Regions from separate parts of the Mus musculus genome. Here regions 1 and 3 are each linked to region 2. The links are chromatin contacts, called in public Hi-C and HiChIP or PLAC-seq maps. All regions are on one chromosome and are shown on one strand. Each heading gives the region's core, a stretch centred on a gene start, on an enhancer-like site or on the middle of the called end of the contact. The rest is flanking DNA. Distances are from core to core; before and after follow the strand shown. Region 1 overlaps Gm46165 (a long non-coding RNA gene). Region 2 has its middle 50 kb from the start of Zfp648. Region 3 overlaps LOC108167736 (a long non-coding RNA gene).

Evidence for each region. A called contact is a pair of places that touch in the nucleus more often than the background predicts. HiChIP or PLAC-seq counts read pairs in DNA pulled down with a chosen protein or histone mark.
Region 1: a Hi-C map of uterus shows a contact between it and region 2, with 2.0 times the contacts expected there. The contact joins two enhancer-like sites. A contact is called at or near these places in 7 of 39 promoter capture datasets (the 3T3-L1 cell line, 3T3-L1-derived adipocytes, the HPC-7 cell line and 3 more), 8 of 484 Hi-C or Micro-C datasets (embryonic stem cells, morula, muscle stem cells and 3 more) and 3 of 115 datasets of contacts at active chromatin or transcription factors (embryonic stem cells and pancreatic cancer cells).
Region 3: a contact with region 2 is called in an HNF4G HiChIP or PLAC-seq map of pancreatic cancer cells. The contact joins two enhancer-like sites. A contact is called at or near these places in 12 of 484 Hi-C or Micro-C datasets (Sertoli cells, cerebral cortex, embryonic stem cells and 5 more) and 3 of 115 datasets of contacts at active chromatin or transcription factors (astrocytes, embryonic hindbrain and pancreatic cancer cells).

Annotation. Positions count from the first base shown.
Region 1 is chr1:154,072,582-154,076,706 of GRCm38.p6, forward strand. All of the region lies in intron 1 of Gm46165 (a long non-coding RNA gene), which reads left to right. All of the region lies in intron 2 of LOC108167736 (a long non-coding RNA gene), which reads right to left. Among named protein-coding and RNA genes, the nearest start is that of Gm46165, 11 kb to the left of the region's middle. Within about 2 kb of position 1,575, at least 14 of the 459 cell types and tissues checked have an H3K27ac peak or open chromatin away from gene starts, as enhancers often do. A contact at or near this core is called in uterus, where this site is marked.
Region 2 is chr1:154,149,271-154,153,237 of GRCm38.p6, forward strand. No RefSeq gene overlaps it. Among named protein-coding and RNA genes, the nearest start is that of Zfp648, 50 kb to the right of the region's middle. Within about 2 kb of position 1,256, at least 171 of the 459 cell types and tissues checked have an H3K27ac peak or open chromatin away from gene starts, as enhancers often do. A contact at or near this core is called in cerebral cortex, liver, pancreatic cancer cells and 1 more, where this site is marked.
Region 3 is chr1:154,032,262-154,036,415 of GRCm38.p6, forward strand. All of the region lies in intron 3 of LOC108167736 (a long non-coding RNA gene), which reads right to left. Among named protein-coding and RNA genes, the nearest start is that of Gm46165, 29 kb to the right of the region's middle. Within about 2 kb of position 2,105, at least 127 of the 459 cell types and tissues checked have an H3K27ac peak or open chromatin away from gene starts, as enhancers often do. A contact at or near this core is called in cerebral cortex, liver, pancreatic cancer cells and 1 more, where this site is marked.

The sequences.
Region 1 (4,125 bases), core at 325-2,824, 76 kb before region 2:
GTCTACATGACTGGTCCAGCCAGGTATAGAATGCCTTTAATCCCAGCACTCAGGAAGCAGAGTCAGGAGGATGTCTGTGAGTTTGAAGCCAGCCTGTTCTAGAGTGAGCTCCAAGCTAGCCAGGGTTACACAGGGAGACCCTGTCTCCAACAAAAACTGTCCTACTACAATAGTTTCACGTGAATACAGTTGAAGACACTCCTCAAAGCACTAATATTCTTTATCCAGTGCCCGCATCCTTGACTTCTTTGTAAACAGTGTCTCAGCACTTCTGTGTAATTTCCAGATATCAGATTTTATCTATGAATTTCATCAAAGACATCTTGATTAAAATTTTTCTATGTATTGTCTTCTCCTCCCCGTCCTTCTCCTCCTCACCCCTCTCTCATTCTCTCGCTCCCCCTCCTTTTCCTCTTTTTAGACAGGATCTTATTTAACCCAGGCTGATCTTCAACTTGTCTTATAGTCAGTGCTAGCCTTGCCCTCCTGATCCTCCTGCCTCTATCTCCTGAGTGCTGGGATTGCAGCCATGCTCCTACTACCAATGAACTTAAGATGGTTATATTCTTGCATCAGCTCACTATAATAGTGAATTCAATTAGGTGCCGTAGACTGATACCTAGCAAGGAGCTGACCTGTGGTGGGAAGTAAATATTTAGAATCAATTAGCCAATGTTATTTTAATTAGAGTAGCTTTAATTTTTGTTCACATGTTTTGTTTCTTTTGAGGTGGGGGTCTCTTTATAGTTTAGGTTAAACTATAACTTTCTATGTGTTTTCAACCTTTCCCCTCTCCTGCTTCAGCCTAGTGAGTGTTGGAATTACAAGTGTTAACCACTCTGACTGGCTAGGGTTTAATTTTGATGAAGTTTCTTTTATGGTTATCTTTTCTTTTTTTAAAAAAAAATATTTATTTATTTATTATATGTAAGTACATTGTAGCTGTCTTCAGACACTCCAGAAGAGGGCATCAGATTTCATTATGGATGGTTGTGAGCCACCATGTGGTTGCTGGGATTTGAACTCAGGACCTTTGGAAGAGCAGTTGGCACTCTTAACCACTGAGCCATCTTACCAGCCCTGGTTATATCTTTTCAGCATGGACTCTAAGAAATAGTGGCCTAGCCCAAGGTCAGAAAGATGTCCTCCTATGGTCTTTTCTTGAAGTTCTACAATGATAGCGTTTACTTTTAAGTCCATTATTCATCTCGTTGTCTTTCTTTTAAAGTCAGGGTTATTTCTTTTTATTATTTTAAGTTACATGTTTGGAGGGGTGGAAGGATGCACCCAAGTTCAGGTGCCTGTGGAGGCCAGAAGATCGTGTCAATGAGCCACCTGACATGGGGTCTAGGAACCAAAGCAGTAAGTGTTCATAACTACTGTGCCATATCTCCAGCCCCAGCATGAAGATTCTCAAAGCACCATCATATGCTCTGCAGACGCATGTGAAAGTTTAAGAGTTTAGAATGATGTCTTCTCTCTTGAAATGTGGCCTTTAAAGTTGTTTTCCAGCATAATCTGCTACATTACCATCTGTATCGGTTAACTCATTCTCCTGCCCTCCCTCCTCTCCCCAATTTCCCAATTCTACTTCCTCTAAGCTAAACACAAAACAAAACAAAACAAAACAAAACAAAACAAAACAAAACAAAAACAAAACGAAAACAAACCAACCAACCAAAGAAACAAGAACACCCCAAACCACCCTGGCTAAAATGTCTTTGTTTCTGAGGAACTCTGTCCAGAAAATAAGGTATTGCTCAACACTTTCCACTCCCTACAGCCTGACCAGATAACAGCCCATGACCACCATTCCCAAATGCAGTGCCTACATTGTTTACAAAATAATCTTCAACCTAGGACTCATGGAACAGACCACCAAGAGGAAGGCAGGGCCTGCAGTGGATGCTGTAATTGCAGAGGCCAAGGCTATCTGGGATAAAGCCTAGCTGCTCTAACTTCACACTGAGCTCCCTGTGAGCAGGACACTGGGTGTAGGAAGTTGGAGGAGAGGGATGTTGTCAAAGGATCCTGTTCTCTGAATCTGTACAGCTCCAAAAGATTTGATTTCGGAGCTGAAATTGAAAAGAACGTTCTGTATGCTCACAAGTCTAATTGCAAGTTTTATGGCGTATTCCTACCCCCTTTGACATTCTGGGAAGGATGAAAAACAAGCAGAAAATGGACTTTGTTCAATCTAGATTAGATATGTAGAAGAACGTTTGCTTCTCACAGTTAGGCTCCTGTCCTCTACTGTTTGGGTCAAATATTCTGGCTTACAATTGTCTGGGCAGGAAAGTCTTCCCTCCTGCATCCTGCCTGTTCTTCCTCAACCCAGTCTTTTCTGTAAAGCCAATGTACCCAGACATTTTCTATGCTTTAAAACACTGACATATTAACACAGGTATACACACACATACACACACACACACACACACACACACACACACACACACACACACACACACACAGAGGGAGAGAGAGAGAAAGAGAGAGCGAGAGACAGACAGACAGACAGACAGACAGAGACAGAGGAACACAGAGAAAGAGATGATGAGGAGGGAGGGAGGAAGCGAGGGAGGGGGGAAGGGAGGGAGGGAGGGAGAGAGGGAGGGAGGAAGGGAGGGAGGGAGGGAGGATGATGCAGGAGGGGGAGAGAGAAGAAGAGGGGGAAGAGAGGGAGAGAAGGAGAACAAACCCAAAGCCAGCAGCTAGGAGAGATGCTGGAGCACACAAGAACCCTTAGCTGGTTTCCATGCTAGTACAGATTTTACCACAACAGCTTATTACAGTGCAATGAGATGCACATCCTACACAAAGAGAATGTGCAAGAAAGCTGGGCACTTATCGTTGCCTGCCTGCTACAATTTGAAGTATATAGAGAGAGGAGATTTCAAGGAGGAAGAAATAGTTTCCATTGAGTTTTGAGATAATCAAAACTTGATATAGGATATCGGTGGGGTGGTCTCAGAAATTCACAAGGCACGAGAGAGTTTGGGAACTCCGGAGAATAATAGATGGTCCCATGATCCAGAGCCCACTCTGGGCTAGTTAGTAGTTAGTTAGGTGTTCCTCGTAGCTGATTTTATCTAGTTCTGCTCAGAGTGGAAGCTGTTACAATGATGGTTAAGGAAAGTGTGTCCATAAGGTGAGTGTACAAGTGTTCTGATTTTCCAGGTGAGCCAACTTCTTGGTGCATTCAAGCAAAGTCATTCAGATAGGTAGCCCCCTGCTCCAGATACCGTTTCACTGTTTCAAAAGCAGACACAAAGACATCCCTGCTTATTCTTAACCAGGTGCTGGCTACTTTCATGTCTACTTGACACAAACTATAGTCATCTGAGATGAGGGACTCTCAACTGAGAAAATTAATAAGGTTGGGCTGTAGGCAAGCCCAATCTTATGAGCATTTTCTTAGTGATTGACAGGCGAGGTGCCATCCCTAGGCTGATGATCCTAGGTTCTATAAGAAAACAGGATGAGCAAGCCACGAGGAACAAACCAGTAAATAATACTTATCTATGGCCTCTGCTTCAGCTCCTATCTTCAGGTTCCTGCCCTGTTTGAGTTCCTGCCCTGACTTCCTTAAATGATGAACAGTGATTTGGAAATGTAAGCCAAATAAACCCTTTCCTCCCAAGTTGTCTTTGGTCATGGTGTTTTATCATAGCAACAGTAACTCTAGCTAGGACACAGTGTATCAAAGGGATGTAACTAAGATGCTTTCCAGTTGAGTTCTAGCAATGTTGTCCTTTATGCCAGGCCAGATTTCTAGTGATAAACCTAAAACTGGCTCCCTAGAGGACTACTCTAAAGCTGTGCTTCAAACAGAATGTAATGAAGAAGTAGCAAGAAATTTGGCAAGCATTTGAAAACCAAAGTGGGTAGTTTGAGCTTGCTTCTGTGGGCAGAGTCTAAGAGACTCTGTTCCCAATGGGCTCCATACAGTAGACTGATCCACACAGATAAAGATTTGACTGTTCTGCATTACTTTTAAGGCGGACACCAGTCTTCCCAAATGAGTAATATGTGCTCTAGGAGCAGCAGAAACCCCACCTAACATTGTGTTTCTCTACCCATGTTCCAGCATATAGAAAGTTATCAAAAACATGTCAGTTAGTAGCT
Region 2 (3,967 bases), core at 6-2,505:
TCTAAATACATGTAGAACAGAAGCGCTCGGTACCAGGACTGAAAGCCCTATGACCAGTGCTGCATTCCTGATAAAATCGCCAGCATTAGTTTGACCTCTAAGGCGAGACCTCTGAGGGAAACTGTTGAACGAATAAATGGATGGAGCCCCCATCCAAAGACCTTCCTGTTTCTGCTGATAGAAACTGTATCTCTTTCATATTTCTTTCATAGTTACTACCTAGCTTCTACTAACTCACCAGGGTAGGTGGATCACTCCCAGAAGGGTACCACTCAGATGGAGCAGGGACTTCATCCCAATCCCTGGTTCTTCAAGAACCAGACAAGCAGAGTGAGTGCCCGAGGAGATTTGAGGTGGAAGACCACAGGGGGAGTGAGATCTACAGCCAGTAGAGAGTAGGAGTCATTTTAACAGGAACACCAGCTGCTGCTAGTCAGCTAGAACAAGTTAGGATTAAGGCAGAGGGAGGGAGAGAGAGAGAGAGAGAGAGAAAGAGAGAGAGAGAGAGAGAGAGAGAGAGAGAGAGAGAGAGAGAGAGAGAGAGAGAGAAAGAGAGAAAGAGAGAAAGAGAGAAAGAGAGAGAGAGAGATGCAGATTTGTGTTTTCAGCCAAGTGATGCACCACTGTCTGAAGTTCTCCTTCTCACCACCACATGCCTAGGACTCAGCAGGATCAGACTGGTACCTGTATAGAGGAGAAGGCAGGCAGTATTATTTAGTAAGACATAGAGCCCCTTCCCCAATTGCCTTTTGTGATGGACATGACATTGAATTCTGAGATCTCTGTATTTAAAAGAGGGAATGTCTCTGTTCCCACAGACAAGACAAGGTGGCAAAGAGTGTCAGGTGTCAGGGCACCCCTCCCCCAATACACACACACACTTCTGACAGCTCTGGTGTTCACCTGTAGGCTAATCTCTGCCCACAGGCCTGGACCAGGCTTGACAACAGCTCCTCCCTCAGACCGCCCCAGCCCTGCTGGGTGGCGGTTGATGATTCCCTGGCTGTTTGTTCTGCTAGAGGAGACAGAAGACTGCAGTGTGCTGGAATCCTGCCCTGCCCACTCTGCACAGCTGCCTCCCCCAGCACATGGAAGCTGCTGAGCAGACAGAGAATCAAAGATGATTACGGGCTGCTGGAAAACCGTGCGCTTCTGCCTGGCTGCATCTGCCTGCCAAGCTGTTATGTAAGCCACAGACCCGTTCAGGCCTGGAACCAAACAATGCTGCTGACAGCCCTTCTGTGACCTGCTTATCAGCTAAGCTGCCAGAAACCCTGCCTCACCTGGAGCACACCTGCCCCTTGAGAACTTTGCCCATCCTGCGCTGACAAGCCATTTTCATATTTGTTTTGGGGTTTCCCTGTCTCTGCTCCCTTCCAGCACAGACATATGGGTGGGTCAGGGCCAAGAGTTGACTTTGGTCAGATTCCAAGTGACTAAGACATTTAACTCTGGAAAGCTTCGTTTCACAACCCAGGGGTTGTTTTTCAGCCTCCTAAGTGAATAATTCACTTTGGCTGTTTAGACACTAGAGCTGAACTCCTGGAGCCCCCAGATGACCTCCTGCCTGGAGAGGGACTGACCGATCTGCTCTGATAACCAAAAACTTATTTAGGGATCCTAGATATGCCCCACAGCCAAAGGCACCAAATTTGATGCCGAAGAACTTTACTTCCAGCATGTCCATGACTCGGTTAAATTTGTTGGTTTCTCAGCACTTCAGTTTCTTAGGTCTCTCTCTCTCTCTCTCTCTCTCTCTCTCTCTCTCTATTGTAATGCAGATGTCTGCAGTAGGCACACAGGAAAATTCAAGCTGAAATATTAGCTGTGCCCACGTTCTTTAAGCATACGTATTCATGTATGCAAGTATGTACTTGTTTTTGCATAGTGTGGCTTCCCTAGGTTGATAGCCGGTACCTTTCTCTTTCTCTCCACTCTATATATCGAGACAAAGTCTTGCAGTTGAACCCAGAACTCACACATGTAACTACTCTGGCTAGTCACCTTGCTCCAGAGAACCCCTGTCTCCAATTTCTGATCACTGGGATTACAACAGGGGGGTGGCCACCCTCATCCAGACTTTGTGCCGGTTCTGGGAATCCAAACTTCAATCTTCATGCTTGCATGGCAAGAATTTTAAATGCTAAGCCATCCTTTTAGCCTTTATTTTCAGCATTTCCAGAAGTATTGCCATTGCATCTGAAACCAGCTCCCAGTCCCACCAGTGTTGATGGTGTTTATGCAGGACATAGGCATTCAAACCTAGATGACACGGGTTTTCATTACTCTCCTTTTTGCGATCATAACTGGTGGTACCCCAGAGTCTGGGCTCATATGTTGGGACTTGGACCTTGGAGTTGGGTTTAACTCTGATCAGAGGCCATAAGACCTGTGCTGTAGCTTGAACCTCGCTGCATAACTGGACTGTCTTGAGCTCCTTTTTTTCCTGCATCACTTTATAATGCACAGGCTCTAAGGGGTCCCATTCCGACGTTGGCTGATGGCTGACCATATTCACCTTCATCTGTTCCAGCCTGGAAAGGGTGAGTAGGAGAGTCTCCATTGCTGAGAACAGTCTATTAGCTAGGATCTTAAATCTTTGGACTCAGGCTTTACTCCTGGCCCTTGCCTTTCTCGATAATACAGGAGGCGGGGGTGGGGGGCACTCACAAACCAGGATACCTACATAGCTGTTCAATTCACTCTCATTCTCCATGGATGGCTAAAGTGCCAGATCTAATGACTAATCCAAAACCCTGCTCCTAGGAAGATGGCCAGAAAGATCATGTCCTAAGGACAGGCATTCTGAACATGCTAAAACAGAAAGAAGAAATTGTCTTCTCTAGGTCCTAAACTGTAGAAGGCCTCCCGGCTCTCTAAGTCCACATAAGAGCAGATGTTTGCAGGAGTTCCCCATAGGTGACATGGCAGTGAGAGACCCACTTGTCTGCTGCCTGAGAATGACTTTATTCAAATACTTTATGGCATATTACAATGCTGTGGAGGAGCTGCCCTCCCATGGCCGCTTCTAAATTGGAGACGCCACCTCAGACCCTGATGCCCTACTCAAGGAAACTGTCCTCACTGTTCCTCAAGGTGGCCTGAAGCTGGGAAATAAAGGCTACTTCAGAACGCAGTAGAGTTTGGGCTTTCTTATTCTGCCTTGCCCTCGTCTTTTGGAGAGGTAAAAATTCCCTGCTCTTGGAAGATAGAGGCCTCCGTGGTGATGAGCTTATGCAGCCTCCACTGGCTTCCAGGATGGTCATTCCCTTATGGTTTTCTGTGTTTCTACACTAACATTTGGACCTGGATGGGATCAGGAGACTGAGAAGTTCTGAGCACCTTTCTTTTTGCCCCTGGAGGGGTGCTGGCCTCCTGCCCTCTTGCTGTACAGCTTCCAACAAGAACCCCTAGAACTCTTCCTAGAGAGAAGGGCTGAGGATGAAGTGAAGTGGTGTCATTTTACTTTAAGAAAGGAATTCTCACAGCATGCTCCCCCTAATGTGCAGAAGAGGAAGTTCAGTTGGACCAGGCAGATAACTAGGGAAAACTGCACAGTTCAAATGTGGAGGCTGCATTGATAGTGTCTCCCTGTCCTTGTCTCGGAACAGCTAGGATGGGAAGAATTTTAGCATAGGAGAACACTTTTGTGTGCCCAAGAATGAATAGTGTGTAAAAAGCCTGGGCAGCTATTAGCCTGAATGTATGACATCACCCTTCCAGGAGCCCTTTCTTCAACTCCAGGCATTAAGAGTACAATTCACTCTTGAGAGTTGGACATTAAATAAAAACATAAGAACGAGGAATCATTAGTCTCTCTCACAATTTAGAGATGCATAAACATTCTACTATACAATTTAGGAACTTAAGTATTGATTCATTAACCGTTGCTACTCAGTTAAATGTAAACTATCAGATTATGTACTGTCAATCAGTTATTTCTGGGAGGGTCTAAGATTCCACAGAT
Region 3 (4,154 bases), core at 855-3,354, 120 kb before region 2:
AATATGTCCTTCTACATTCTTATAATCAAGCACAAAGTGCAGTTATTTAATTCTCTAGTAAAATGTCATCTGCAGGGTAATATCCATATTTCGAACTAATGGAAAAATACTGTGCAATGGGGAGATGAAGATAGTACCCGTGGCTCCGTCAAAGGGTGACTCTGACATTTGCTGTTACCCATTGCTTCAAATTAGGTCTGACTGTAAGTATGTGACTTCCATCTTCTGGCCTCAGATTTAGCATCTGGGAGAGTTGTCCTGTGGGGCCACCTATAGCTTTGAAGTTCAGAGAGACAGTAGACCTTGGAGGCATATTCCTAAGCAACCCACCCCTTCTTTACTAGGCTCCAGCTGTCATCTCACCTGCTGGCTCCCTTAATTTTAGTCTCTAGCCCTTCCCTACTGGAACTTGAAATACTAAAGGGAACGGTTAAGAAGTTTAATTCCTGGACCGGAGCGCCCCCTAGGCACACCGAGCTAAACTGTGACGCGCTTCATCTGACTCAGGATTCTGGGAAGTTGATGTCCAGGGTCAGCATCGGATCCTTGAACTTCCCGGTTTGTATTGTGAGGCAAGCACCCTGGGACTTTCCTGACTTGGGCAGGGAGGGTGCAGGGAAGGAGACGGGGAAGAAGGAAGTGGCAAACACTGTCCAAGCAGGCACCGAAAAGGCTATGCAGGGGTTGCTCCTTCAACAGACACGTGGGGCTAGAGTGGGGGCGGGAGTGGTAGATATACCAGAGACTCAGGAGATGCAATTCAGCAGGCAATATTCAGCAGCCGCGGTGAGTGCACAGGGACAGAAGAACCATCACTTAATAAAAAGCACTGTTAGAGCCGGCCAGTGTGGCACTCACCTTTAAACCCAGCATTTGAGAGGCAGAGACCGGAGAATCTCTGAGTTCGAGGCCACCCTGGTCTACAACCGGAAGTTCACAGAGAAACTCTGTCTTGAAAAAAAACAAAACAAAACAACAGCAAAAACCTGTTAGAACAGAACAACCCATTTCAAGTCAACTATTTATGTTCCTGTTACTGCTCTCTTGTTACAGTGAATCTTATATGTTCATTTTAAACAAGGATTCTTCAAGTTTATAACTTTTTTGCTGCATTTTGATTTTCTTTCCTCTTTTTTTTTTAAATACTTATCTCCTATATACATAGCTAACATAACCAAAGCTTTGTGTCAAGTAGTATGTTACATTTCGTCTCTGTATGTGTACATTGTGGTGATCTAGTGTATAAGACCTGTGTGCAGTGTTTATCTGTGTGTCTCTGTGGGATATGTATATGACGCATCCAACATATATGCATTATATGTTTCTATCTATGTTTGATATTTTTGAATGTTTATATGATTGTGTGTGTCGTATCTATGCTCTATATTTGTGTATCTGTTTCTGTGTGGAGTGAGTGTATATGTAGTGTGTTTATTTGGGGTGAATATATTTCTGTTTCTACAAGTATTAACATGGTCTGTGTATGTGTGTCCAAGTATGTGTGTGAATTTGTGTATGAACAAATGTGTGTGTGTGTGTGTGTGTCTGTGTCTGTGTGTGTGTGTGTCTGTGTCTGTGTGTACTATGTTCATGTTTGCTGACTCTAGCATCTCAGGTCCAAATTCAGACCTTAGTTACTGTTCTGGAAAGTGAGACTTCCCAGGCACAGCATCTGAGACTGGCTAGCATCTAAGAGTTGGACAAGGCACTTTGCATGGTAGACGTTTGAGAACCTGCACAGTCACTGTGTGTGCTGGGGGCAGTGACATGCCGCAGCTTCTGCCGAGGCCAGCGTCCGTGCTTATCAGCAGTCAGCACCCTCAAGAGCCATTATCACAGGCCACAGAGCGCTTGACTTCACATGCTATGTGTTTCTTTCTCCTCTAAGATACATTTTCATTCTCACCTAAAGACAAAAGGTCTCTTGGGTGGATCCATGGGTCCTTTTTCCTTGTTAGGCCAGTCGACATCAACAACGTCAGCCTTTTTGTCGGGGCAGGAAGTGGTGGCGCAGATCCAAATCAGCAAGGTGGCCTTTCCCCTAGTTTCTAGCCACAGTTCCGACTTGTGTACACAGCTCTGCCTCACCCTGCACAGTGAGCATGCCCCGCTGTGTGGCTCAGTCAGCCTCCTGCCTCCTGACCTGGCTCTTACACAGAAGATGAGACAGTCGTTAGGCCAAAGCATTCAAGGTTTAGTTTAATCCCATAAGTGAATTCCTCTAGTAGCCATCAAGAGGTGTGGCCATACCCTAGGGGAGGAGGGAAGGCTGAGAGCTTGGCTCAGGGTAAGCTAGAACTCACACCCATCCAGGTTCACTCCTTACTCTGTGACTGGGATACACAGGATCTTTGGGCTCTGCTTCCTCAGTTGTTCCTGACTTACTTAGTGTTGGGCAGCAAACCTGGTATAGAGTTCATAGCGAAGTACATAGACTACGACCTTTTATTCAGTGTGTAGGTTGGCTTCCTGGACCCAGCCTCAGTCTGAGGGAGAACAGGTTGGGAGCAGAGTTCTTCCCAGACTGCTCTGTAGTCAAGGTTCTAGAAGCAAGTCATCGTTTATACTCCAACTAAGATGTGCAAGGCCAGAGGAGGGGTGTGTGTGTGTGTGTGTGTGTGTGTGTGTGTGTGTGTGTGTGTGTGTGTGTGTAAGTTTGAGGGGGTGTGTCCAGGTGCAGAGACTAAAACCAGAGGAAGATATCACTTTTTGGCCTTTATTCCCTGGAGACAGGGTCTCTCACTGAACTTGGAGCTAGGCAGCAGCCAGCAAGCCTGGGACCCTTCTGCCTCTGCCCCAGCACTGGGGTTGCAGGTGCTTGAGCAACCACATCGACTTGAATGACATGGATCCTTATGCTTGTGATGCGAGTGTCCTTACCTGTGAGCCGTTTCTCCACCCCTACCACTCACATCTCGGCTCTTTTACCCTGACTTCCAGCGGCCAACATCTGCACATATCTGACCTTGCACGTCTCAGCCTCCTCTAGCTCCAGCAAACCGGGGTTCCCTTAACTTGGTGCTTTCTTTCAATATTTAAAAAAACGAAACAAAACATCCATCACCACCACCAAACTTTTCTCAACAACCCAAGTACTGAATTCTTCACCTAACTGAAAAGCATATGAGAAAGCTTCCCGTATGCTTCTGAACTATTCTTTGATGAGACAAATCTGACCTTCTTTTAGCTGCATCTCCCAATGGAAGGTGCAGCTTAGCAACTAGCGACAGCTGGCTTGCCTTTGTTAGGGACTTGGACACCCCAGGTGACAGGAAATAAATACATTTTGAATTTGTGTGCTTAATAATTTATAAAAAAGTGTTTGATGATGATGAAGAAGAAGAAGAAGAAGAAGAAGAAGAAGAAGAAGAAGAAGAAGAAGAAGAAGAAGAAGAAGAAGAAGAAGAAGAAGAAGAAACCCCCAGGGGCTGGAACAATGGTTGGTGGTAAAGAGCACTGGGTGCTCTTCCAGAGTACTACCTGAGTTTGAGTCCCAGCACCCACCTGGTGCCTCACAACTATCTGTAACTCCAGTTCCTGGAGATCACACCCTGTCTTCTGGCTTCTGAAGGCAATAGGCATGCATGGAGTGCACAGACAGACATGCAGGTACAACATCCATACACACAAAATAAAAGTATTAAAAAAAAATCTCCCAATTGATCATTTCACAGGATTTTTAGAGAGGTACTGGTCCTCTTTCAAGGGAGCAGGCTGTAAACTGGGGATGTGGCAGCCATGTGCCCCATCCTTAGATAGCCTGGGTCCCTGAACCTTGACTAGGGGTGATGAGAAAATGAAGAAATGACAACCACAGAGACATGGGACAGCTGGGATTGGATGGACCGGACTCTCTGATGGAGAAGACACAGTGCCCTGAAGGGCGGCATATTTACTATATACAGTGAACGAGGAGGCAGATTTTTACATGCTGATAAACAAGGCAGGGTTTGTGGTATACAGCTGAACAAGGAGGTGGATTTAGCTAATCCCAGTAAGGACAGTCTCTGTAGAGGAGCAGTCTTTAGGCCATACATCTGGGGTAGAAAGCTACGGAGAAAGCACATGTTCTGTAGGTGATACCTATGTTTCCACTCAGAGCAGGAGAGAAGGCATTGCCCCTTCCCTGAGCCTAGCAGGGGCTTTGCCACACC